Linked DNA regions of Mus musculus: region 2 is linked to region 1. The links are chromatin contacts, called in public Hi-C maps. All regions are on one chromosome and are shown on one strand. The core of a region is the stretch at or near the end of the contact, and the rest is flanking DNA. Distances in the headings are between cores, read along the strand shown. Region 1 has its middle 34 kb from the start of Gm41927. Region 2 overlaps Vps4b (vacuolar protein sorting 4B).

Evidence for each region. A called contact is a pair of places that touch in the nucleus more often than the background predicts.
Region 2: a Hi-C map of liver shows a contact between it and region 1, with 3 times the contacts expected there. The contact joins two enhancer-like sites. A contact is called at or near these places in 1 of 39 promoter capture datasets (liver), 1 of 484 Hi-C or Micro-C datasets (liver) and 1 of 115 datasets of contacts at active chromatin or transcription factors (memory CD8 T cells).

Annotation. Positions count from the first base shown.
Region 1 is chr1:105,897,324-105,902,578 of GRCm38.p6, forward strand. No RefSeq gene overlaps it. Among named protein-coding and RNA genes, the nearest start is that of Gm41927, 34 kb to the right of the region's middle. Within about 2 kb of position 3,013, at least 9 of the 459 cell types and tissues checked have an H3K27ac peak or open chromatin away from gene starts, as enhancers often do. A contact at or near this core is called in liver, where this site is marked.
Region 2 is chr1:106,772,758-106,778,012 of GRCm38.p6, forward strand. It overlaps Vps4b (vacuolar protein sorting 4B), which reads right to left. Exons shown (of 11, transcript NM_009190.2): 9 at 4,513-4,732; 10 at 1,250-1,390. Among named protein-coding and RNA genes, the nearest start is that of Kdsr, 16 kb to the left of the region's middle. Within about 2 kb of position 2,389, at least 6 of the 459 cell types and tissues checked have an H3K27ac peak or open chromatin away from gene starts, as enhancers often do. A contact at or near this core is called in liver, where this site is marked.

The DNA.
Region 1 (5,255 bases), core at 1,763-4,262:
ATGATATGTACTCACTGATAAGTGGAACAGCCCAGAAACTTAGTATACCCGAGATATAAGATACAATTTGCAAAACACATGAAACTGAGGAAGAACGAAGACCAAAGTGTGGACACTTTGCCCCTTCTTAGAATTGGAAACAATCACCCATGGAAGGAGTTACAGAGACAATGTTTGGAGCTGAGACAAAAGGATGGACCATCTAGAAACTGCCATATCCAGGGATCCATCCCATAATTAGCCTCCAAACGATGACACCATTGCATACACTAGCAAGTGTTTGCTGAAAGGACCCTGATATAGCTGTCTCTTGTGAGACTATGCCGGGGCCTAGCAAACACATAAGTGGATGCTCACAGTCAGCTATTGGATGGATCACAGGGCCCCCAATGGAGGCGCTAGAGAAAGTATCCAAGGAGCTAAAGAGATCTGCAACCCTGTAGGTGGAACAACACTATGAACTAACCAGTACCCCGGAGCTCTTGTCTCTAGCTGCATATGTATCAAAAGATGGCCTAGTCGGCCATCACTGGAAAGAGAGGCCCATTGGGCACACAAACTTTATATGCCCCAGTATAGGGAAATGCCAGGGCCAAAAAGTGGGAATGGGTGGGTAGGGGAGTGGGGGGGAGCATATGGGGGACTTTTGGGATAGCATTGGAAATGTAATTGAGGAAAATACCTAATTAAAAAAAAAAAGAGTGTTGCGTTTCTTTGATTGGCATCTTCAGAGTGTCTGGGTCCCAGAGACTTCCAGATGTTTGTCTTTAATATCCAGAGCTGGATTTCATGGGCAGTGTCCTCCTCATGGAAGCATTCCCATCTCCCAGGGCTCTTCTCACAGGCAGAGATGATTTTCTGATGACAACTGTGGCTTTGCCAGGGACACTGCTGCTCCATTCCCAGCCTCACCCTGTCCTGTACCAGTCTGAGATTAGAGTCAGGGACAGAGCTATGATCACTGCTTTAAAAGCAACATAGGGTCCTGAGGGTTGATGTAATCCCCCCACGGTGGTACAACTGTTCTTTGGGCTAGAACAGGACCAGAAGACCTTCACTCCAACTTCCCATCATCCATCCACACCAACTCCAACTCACTTAGTTTAGGTTTGGTGTGTGCCCAGCAATCCTGGTTACACAACCAATACCAAGCATGTATAAACAGATGCAAGAGTCTTGCCTCTGAGAATCTGTGATTCAAAATCACAGGACTTGTACATTGTACAGCCAGATGTCTTTAGAAATATGGGAAAGAGTAAAGGCATAGAAATAGCTCCTTTCTGTGATGTTGTTGTTTGTATATTTTTATACCAGAGCATGAAAATCTGCTACCTATGTCTGGCAAGAACACATTTTGGGAATGGTCCTTTAAAAGCGACACACTAGGAATGACTAATTTGTGGCACGCGTCCCTGGAGATGTTTGTGTGCTGCACCATGACGCTCTCATGGCTCTGCCCAGGTTGCCCAGATGCAGTCTTGGCATCTTTTCTGGCACAGCCTTCAGCTCAGCCACACTTGTCACACGGGATTCTAACGTGTGGGCCAATCTCAATTTGCAACATGGGTGCATGGTAGAGCCGTAAGTTTGAGTTGAATGATGTGTGTGTTCTCTACCTTTTGACATGCTGCTCCTTCGTGATCGGTCCACTCTATCTCCATGTCCATGTGTCTGTGCATGTAAGCTTGTCTTCATGTGTTCTTGTGCATGCACATGTGTGTATGTGTCTACGTGAAAGGGAGTGGTCAAACTCAGGAGTTATTCCTTAGATTTCTCCCACCTTGTTGGAAACAGGATCTCTCATTGGGACCCGGGACTTGGTATCAGGCCAGCCTGGATAGCCAGAGTTCTCCAGAGATCTCCCTGTATCTGCTTCACCAGCACTGGGGTTATAAACACATGCCACTGTGCCTTGTTTTCTACTTGGTTCCTGGGATGGATTGCAGGTTCTCCTGTTGGATTTCCTCAGTCCCAAGCTTTCCCCTTTCTCCATCCATGCCCCACCTCATTTCCCAAACAAGAGCAGGAGAGCTAACTTCAAGGGGGAGGTTACTTCATCATGGTTTGTAACAGAAGCATAGCACCTGAAGACCACAAGCAATGGTAATTTCTCAGGGAAATTATTTAATTTGACAGACTCTCTTTCCCAACCACCCCCAATTCTTGGGGCAGATGGCTTTTGTGAGGGCCCCTCCTATTCCAAAGCCAGATGACTCAAATGTATGCCAGCCTCTTCTTGACTCCTGGAGAAAAGCCCCTGGAGAAATTTTCTCTTTCCCTGAGGACAGAGTCTTGAAGATTGAGTCAAATCGTTGAAAAACTATTTTGGGTAAGGGGAATGCTTTCAGCCAAGAGGTAAGCAGGTAGGGAGGTCCTTGAAGCAGCAGCCACCATCTTCACCCTCTTTAGAGACATGTATCTTTGCACATCCCATTGTCAAGGTTAGGTTTTACAGAACAAAGATGCTGAGAGACCTGGACTTGGTCCATATCTGCCTGGAACCTCAGGATGTGAGCTTATTGGTAAATGGGTTGTTTTAAAGAGTTGTTGAAAGATGTGTCAAGGGTGACTCCCAGGCTCAATGAGATTGTCCATTTAACAGAAAAGGATACACAGAGAAACCCAGAAGAAAGTTCTGGGACCAGAGAGCAGAGGCTAGAGGATGCAAGCACAAACCAAGGATGATTAGCAAAACCCAGAAGCCAGGAAGGGATGAGAAAGGATCCTGCTCAGAATCTGTAGGGGAACAATGGCCTTGCCAATCTCTTCTGGCCTCTAGAATGTAAGAAATGTATTTCTGTTACTGTGGGACATCCCCATTGTGGGCATATTTTACACTAGTACATCTTTCAAATGACACAGCTGTCCCCAAAGCCGCACTCATGCTTGGCTCTTGGATGCAAGGAAAGCCATTCCAAGACTGCAGGTTAGCCACACTACAGTCAAGGATGTCGAGACAGCTTTGCTTGCAGCACAGCAGTCGGGTATAAAGTCCTGGCAGCCATGTTGATGCTGGAAAGAGGCTGAACTTTGAACTCTTGTCAATCTGCTACAAAGCTCAGAACTTCTGAAGGGAATTGGAGGCCACGGCAGCTGTGTGGGCTCTAGCAGCTGGCAACCCCCACCCCCAAGAAAAAGGAGGCAACTGCAGGGCCACCATGTGCTAGAAAGTAAGCAATCAAACATATAAAAAACAGGCTGTGGGCGTAGTTCAGTTGGTAGAGTGCTTGTGCCCAGCATACACGAAGTTTTGGGTTCTATTCGAAGCACTGCATAAACTCCTAGCTCTTGGGAGGTGGAGGCAGGGTCATCCTCAGCTACCGAGTGAGTTTAAGGTCCGCCAAGGCTACGTGAGGCCATGCCTAAAGCAGAAAAACAAACAAGCAGCACTGTGTAAATCAAGACCAAATGGAAGGTAGAGCATGAGGTTCAGTCTCTTTCTCATGGCTCAGAAGAGCAGATCACCCAGGTGCTCGGTTGCCAGGTACTGTGTTTCACACCTGGCTTCACTGGTCATGAGGCACTCAGCCTGAGAAAACAACCTAACAATTAGTAGCTCAGAAGGAAACTTTTCTTTCCATTGTCTGATATATTTTCCAAGGCACGATTTCTTATTGTTTTCTGAGAGCCACTAAATGCAGTCTGCATTTCATATTTCAGCTTCAGGGATCAAAAGGCCCTTGCGTTTCTCTCACCCTTTCCCTGACCACAATTATTACTGGAAATAAAAGAAGAACCATCTGCTGCCTGTGATGTGTGCTTTCATTAACCTACCCGGAGTGCCAAGAAACCTTTGTCCCCTTTGGAGAAAAAAATACATTTCCCAATTTTAAAAGTCCTTGTTATGATGACTTAAGCCTCTGTCCTAGCGTTTATTTCTGTCCAGTGGCTAGAGAAGAAGGCATATTCTCCCCCGGAGAACTGAGATTCCAACCTCAACAGTCACCTGGGGTTCGATGCTCGTGTGTGGGGGTGGGGTGGGGGGGCTTCCCAGTTAAGGGCATGGTGCTGAATCGATCAAGAATAGAGGGATCTGGGAGCTAACCTGAGAAGTGGACAGTAGAGCATCTGATGCCAAGATTCCTTGTGGGCCGCATTCCCTCCTCTTCTCCAGTACCAAGCCTGTTAGTTGTATTACGTATGCAGCTTGGTCCCTAGAACTTCTGTGTGAGCAGCTCAGAGGCATTTGTCAGCTCAGAGACATTTGTCTGCAGGCTCCGAGCTAGGCCATGTAGGATGAAAGACAGAGGGAGAAAGTCGTGGGAAGGTGGGGACTTCTTGCTTTAGTGTTCAGAAAGGTAGTGCTGCAGCTCCCGGGATGCCATAGAAAGGATCTGCTGATCCGCAGAGGTGTGAACGTTGCTGACACAGGTCTCTCTCAATGGCTTTGCCATTCACACACCACATAGCTAATGGACGATGCAGAACGTGGCTGAGTCTTGCCATGTGTTAACATGGATTTCAAAATGGGCCATTTCGTATTCTTGTGATACCAAATCTGAGGGTTTTGCTTATTTGATCCAGAGTTTTACTGGGTAGCCCAGGTTGGCCTCAGAGTTTTACTGGGTAGCCCAGGTTGGCCTCAGATTCACAACCTTCCTGTGTCAGCCTCCCTGGTGCTGAAAGTACAGGTGTGTACCACCATGCCAGGCTCAAACTTACAATATTGTTTTTCTTAAAAGTTTCTGGAGCCATAGTTTGATCAACTGAAGCTATTTACAGAATTTATTCAGACCAGCCATTAATCTATTTCCTGGGATTATATTTCTCAGAATACTGTGCTCCTACTCCAGAAGGCTGGATCATGGGACTGCCTGATAAAATCCATACTGAAAGGTGGGAGAGGGGCACTCAGGAGCCTGAGATCTGATGTGTCTGATCCTGCATCCTGCTGTCCTCCTACCTGCTTGTAGCTGGGCAGCATCCCTGGCTAGGCTCACTTCCACAGTGGGTGGCTGACCGTGCTATCCCCAGGCCTCATGTGTTCCTAACATTTCCTTGTCCTCATCCTCAGACCAGTACGTACATGCCCCACTGGTTCTCTTTGGAAGGTTCAAGCCCATCCCCAGCCACCAAAAGCTCACCAATGAAAAAGAAGGACAACCTCTAAGTGGTTAATCTGCTCTTCCCAAATAATAAGCTGAAACAACAGCTCCTTTTCCCGGGGCTGTAAGGGGGCAGGCTGAACAAAACAAATAAACAAGGTATGGCATCCGTTAGTCATCTGACTGAGGTAAGGCTTAGCTACATCCTTA
Region 2 (5,255 bases), core at 1,139-3,638, 870 kb after region 1:
TTCAACAAGAGGTCTATTTCACACCAAGTGTAACCCAGAAGAAAAATGGTAATTGCACAAGCAATTGATAATTTAGCACAGTCTCTGTGGAATTCTGTAACTGAAGTATCGAATTCTGAAAGTCAAGACTATTAGCATTCAATAATAGTAAAACCCTCTACATTATTCTAATCCTTCTGATGAAAACTATAAACTGCATTTTGTAGTAGTATCACTATATTCCTTTTTAAATTGTACTCCTTATTACTACAAAAATATATTTCTATAAGTCACTTGGTTGTACTTAAATGGAACAGCAATGAGAATATTTTTTAAAGTTAAAACTAAGAGTGAAATGGTGAAAATACACTAACATCAGAAAGTCATTAAAATGAACGTTTCCTATAAAATTACATCACAAATGAAAAAAGGAACCACTGTAAGTTACTCTGAATTCTTCAAATCAGGACAGAACATAAAACTTACAACAATAATCTCATCTGGAAGTACTGCAGTAAGCGGGACTTCTGAGTACTCAGACAAGCACTGAGTCTGTGTCCCTATACAGACACACACACACAGCAGACTATGTCTGCTCACTAGCACATCAGTCTCCTCTCTTAATGCTCCTGTCCAACCTACCACAAAGCACTCTGAAAACTGGCAGCTAAGGCCAAAGCTGTTTGACACTGGGTGTTCACCAGTAACCAAGCAGATTTCTGCAGCACCACACTTCTATAAAGATACACCTTACAAAATAAACCGTGAAGTTACTTTAATTTCTACAATGTAAATGTACACACAATAAAAAAAAATGTTCCCAAAGTCTTATACAGTATTTGAGAAAAAGGTTAATGTTTTCAATTAAAAATTTAAAGAACTCCATGATTTAAACTTTCTATGCAGCCTAAGAAAGTAAAACAAAACAATACTATTTATCAATACTATCACACAAGAGTTGATGTTTCTGGTTATTTTTAAACATGTGCGATTCAGGACAAAACTCATATTTTAATTAAGCCCTAACAATATTTTGTGCAATATATGTGAGAATTTTGTGGATGACTTAAGTCAGAGCAAATTGTGCTTTCAAAATACAACCTTTTCATTAACACAAGTCTCACACCTTTAGATAACTATTTTTACATGTAAACAAAATTAATACTTACAATTCTCTTCAAGTATTAAATACATGAGCTTGATCATAACATTCTCTAGTGCTATAGAAACGAAATGACATATAAGTGTATAAAATTTTAAAATGTCCCACCATGGAAACAACTGGCTCCAAGAGTTTATCTCCAGGAACATCCATCCATGTCATTTCAATAGCCCCAGGGTCTCCCGGAGAGCAGGGTGTCAGCAGGTCATTTACAATGCAGTTAGGATCAGCTCTTGAGGGTCCTCGAACCTGTAATGATAGTGACTTGATTTCATCTGAGTAAATGAAATAAGAATTAAGATTCCGGTCACTATCAGAAAAGTTAAAAATATTGCTACATCCACTCCAGCAGTGACAAGCGCGACAGGCCCCCAAAACCTGGGCACCGTTCCAAGGCGAAAAGTTCATGGAAACGACCCTTGACCCTGGCTTCTAAGATTAAGTGGACCTTAGGTGGAACTGTTTTTGATCCCAGTTGTTAAACACTGAATTTTATCCCAGTTGGTTCTTGCCAGTCCTTCCATGTTTGCATTCCTCTGTTTTGTATAAGAATCCGGTAATCTCATTTGTACCTGGCCGATATGTCACCTAACTTCCCTATTTTCTGTATAAAAAGTCTGATGCTTGATTTGTCAAATTGCATTCAGATTCTACAGAATCTCGTGTGTCGCTTCTGTTTGTCATTCATTCACTGACTCCTTGTCCACCTGCAACTAGAGACCCATTCCATGCAGATAGGAAACCCAAAAAGGGGATAGTCTTCGGCAAAATACATTAATTTTTAGATTGTATTTAAAATATTTACTCTAGGAAAAATAGAATATATAAGGAAAAATAAACTAGGGTTAAAAAGAAAAGTTTTGAAAAAGAAACAGCTCCTTCTAGCTACCCTATTCTTCCTGTAATGCTTATTAAGTGGTAGTTACATTATAGATCAAAACAAACATTACAAAACTCTCCCAAGTTGCTCTTTTCCATGCCTGAAAGAAAGCTTGAGATATTGTGTAGGATTAGTCTTAAATTACTCAATCTTTAGGTCTCTCTCTTAACAAAAACTTGAGAATCCCATGTGTGCTGGTTTAAATGAGGACGGCTCCCACAGTCTCACACATTTGAAGGTTTGGTCTCCAGGTGGCCGAGGGCTTAGGAAGGATTAGGAGGTATGGCCTTGTTGGAAAAGTGTGTCATTGAGCTTTGACTTGGAGGTTTCAAAAGCCCAGGTCACACTCTCTCTGCCTGACACTTGCCAATAAAAAAAAGTAAGCTCTCAGTTACTGCTCCAGTGCCGTGCCTGTCTGCCTCCTGCCATGCTACCTACCATGATGGTCATGGAATTACCATCTAAAAAATACAAGCAAGCTTTCAGTTAAACGTTTTCTTTTATAAGCTGTCTTGGCCTTGGTCATGGTGTCTCTTCAGAGCATAGAAAAGAAACTAAGAAGACATATACATACTATGCTAGTTGGCTTTTTGTCAACTTGACAGGAGGGAGAATCATGTGTGAAGAAGGGATCTCTATTGAGAAAAATGCTTTTATCAGATGGCCTACAGGCAAGTCCATGGATCCTTTCTTGATTATGACTTGCGTGGGGAGATCCAGCCCACTGTGGGTGATATCACCTCTGTACTGGATGTCCTGTGTTTCTAGAAAGGAGTGCCACTGAGCAGCACTCCTCCATGTCTCTGCATCAGTTTCTGTTTCTAGGTTCCTGCTCTGACTTCTCTTTACCATGGAGTATCATCAGCCTGTAAGCCAAATAAACAAACCCTGTCCTCCCCAGACTGCTTTTGGTTATATTGTTTCATCACAGCAATATAAAACTAGGACAGAAATAAAATTACATGCTTAATAATGTCTATGTGATTTCATGAAATGTAACTTAGTTAAAGCAAGATTTTAGCAATATCTAGAAAACAACCCTTTGTTACAAAGTAGCATATATTTATTTAGGTGGTTGCTTTCAAGTCTATTTCATGATGATCACCTTTATTTCAAGACTGAATAGGTGTAAAATATACCCTGGCTTCCTTAACTGTGTACAAACCTACTGTGTACACACTCACACTTAAGTTTATATCTATATTTTTTTCTCAACTGCATGAGACCAGGGATTTTTGTCTTTGTTTTTGGCTGATTACATCCTGACTGACTCTGGGCTCAGACTTACTATGTTAGATAACTGAAATAAACAGGCAAATACGTCTGTTCTTTTAGTTGTAACAGTTTCAAAAGTGGAAGGATGGAAACATGGGAATATCTACTGCAGATGGTGATCCAAAACCCTAGTGTTAAAGCTAATTAGATTATAAAGAACACTATCCATGTGTGATGCAGATATCACAGTGAAGCCACTAATCTGTACAATTAAGATACATTACTAATTATGGTTTTTAAAAATTATGCTTGCTTTAGCCTTTATGATATTAAGACCTGGCTTCATGTTCACATATGAGGTCCCTGGTACCAAAATGTAGAAATGAGTGACAAATTCTAGGTAAGAAAAGTCTAAGGTCCTAAGAATTTATTTTCTAAGTGCAAAGGGAATTAAAAAGAAAATATGATGGCTATGGCATATATTTAATCCTGAACCACATTTCTCTCTAACAAGCTGCTACTGTACAAAAGCACTACACGTTAGTGAGGAAATGGCTGAGAAGAACACACAGTGAATAGTCAGCTACTATCATTAGTGTTGTGTGTAAACATTATCTCACAAGATCCTTACAATAATTCTTCAAAGAGTGCTATCTCCATTTAAGAAACAACAACAAGAATTACATAGTAAGACTATAATCTTCTCATCAACTGGTACCCGAATCAGATAGCTCAATTCATTCATATGGGAAAGGCAGAAAAGGCTGACAATCCTGACTTCAGATTCTGAAATACACTCCATCATACCTTTGCCCCTGTGAACTACAATACACAGAATTGTGTGTGTTAGCACCCAAGTTTCAGATTCACTGCTAACACTGTACCTCTTGTTTCCTCTCTGACACAGTGCTGGACAGTGTGGACAGAGAAAGGCCAGGCTAAGCATGTACTGGATCTACTTTTATGATGTGGTGAAAATGTAGCAGATTTTGCTCCCAATTGCTCTGGCTATGCTCAAAGCAGCCTCTCATCCATGTGAGCTGTTGCACTTGCACCAGAATGACTCAGAAATGCCTCACATTACTTCTTAAAAAAACACAATCTTTAGGACCATAAATAATGTTCACTGGAGAAAATATTTTCAATGCAGCAGGAATATATTTATTACATTATCATACAACACTGAAGCCATTTCAGCTTCTTTGGAAAATAAGCCAGGGACAGTCCTGAAGTTTCACTTAAAAAGTACACGACAGGGTCAAGTAATGCTTCTTACCTTTTTGAAGTGAGTAGCTGACTGAACTTTTCTCACAGGCTGCATAAGTGCATCCCGTACAATGATACTTATATCTGCTCCTGAATAGCCATCCGTCTTCCTCCCAAGTTCTTGGAAGTCTGCTTCTGTGAGGCTGTTCTGAGTGCTGCCCAAGTGCAGTCTAAACATGGCTGCTCGGGCATGGGCTTCGGGCAAAGGAATATAAATACGTTTCTCAAATCTTAAAATAAAAGAAATTACACAGATGATGTAAAGCATATAAGCTTAATTTCTATGTGAAATGAGCAGGTTTAGAAAAATCCCAGATGATTAGCTGGATAGTCTTTATTATACTAAGATAGGGTGAATTCGATCAGAGTAAAATGCACACATACTTAAGTGTTCATGCGCACACATATTCCTACCTACCTCAAGGGAAGACTATCTATAATACGCTGAAAACTAAAATTAGAAGCAAAATAGTCAGGGAACAAATCTTGAGGGGTTTAGTCTTTCTCACACAACTTTTGAGTCCTTTTTGGCTGTTTCTATGTCTGGAATTTAAAGCATAAAAGCACATCTCACAAGACTGAATTCTGAACTTGTGATGAAAAGTAATGATTCATAATACAAAATAAGGGTTACCATAATTCTCTAAATTCAAAATAGTAAAACTACTTAAAATCTTTCAAAATAAACATTACACAAAATGCTCTTAGTATGAGTTCATTCTGAATAATCCTGTACTATACGTAATTACTATT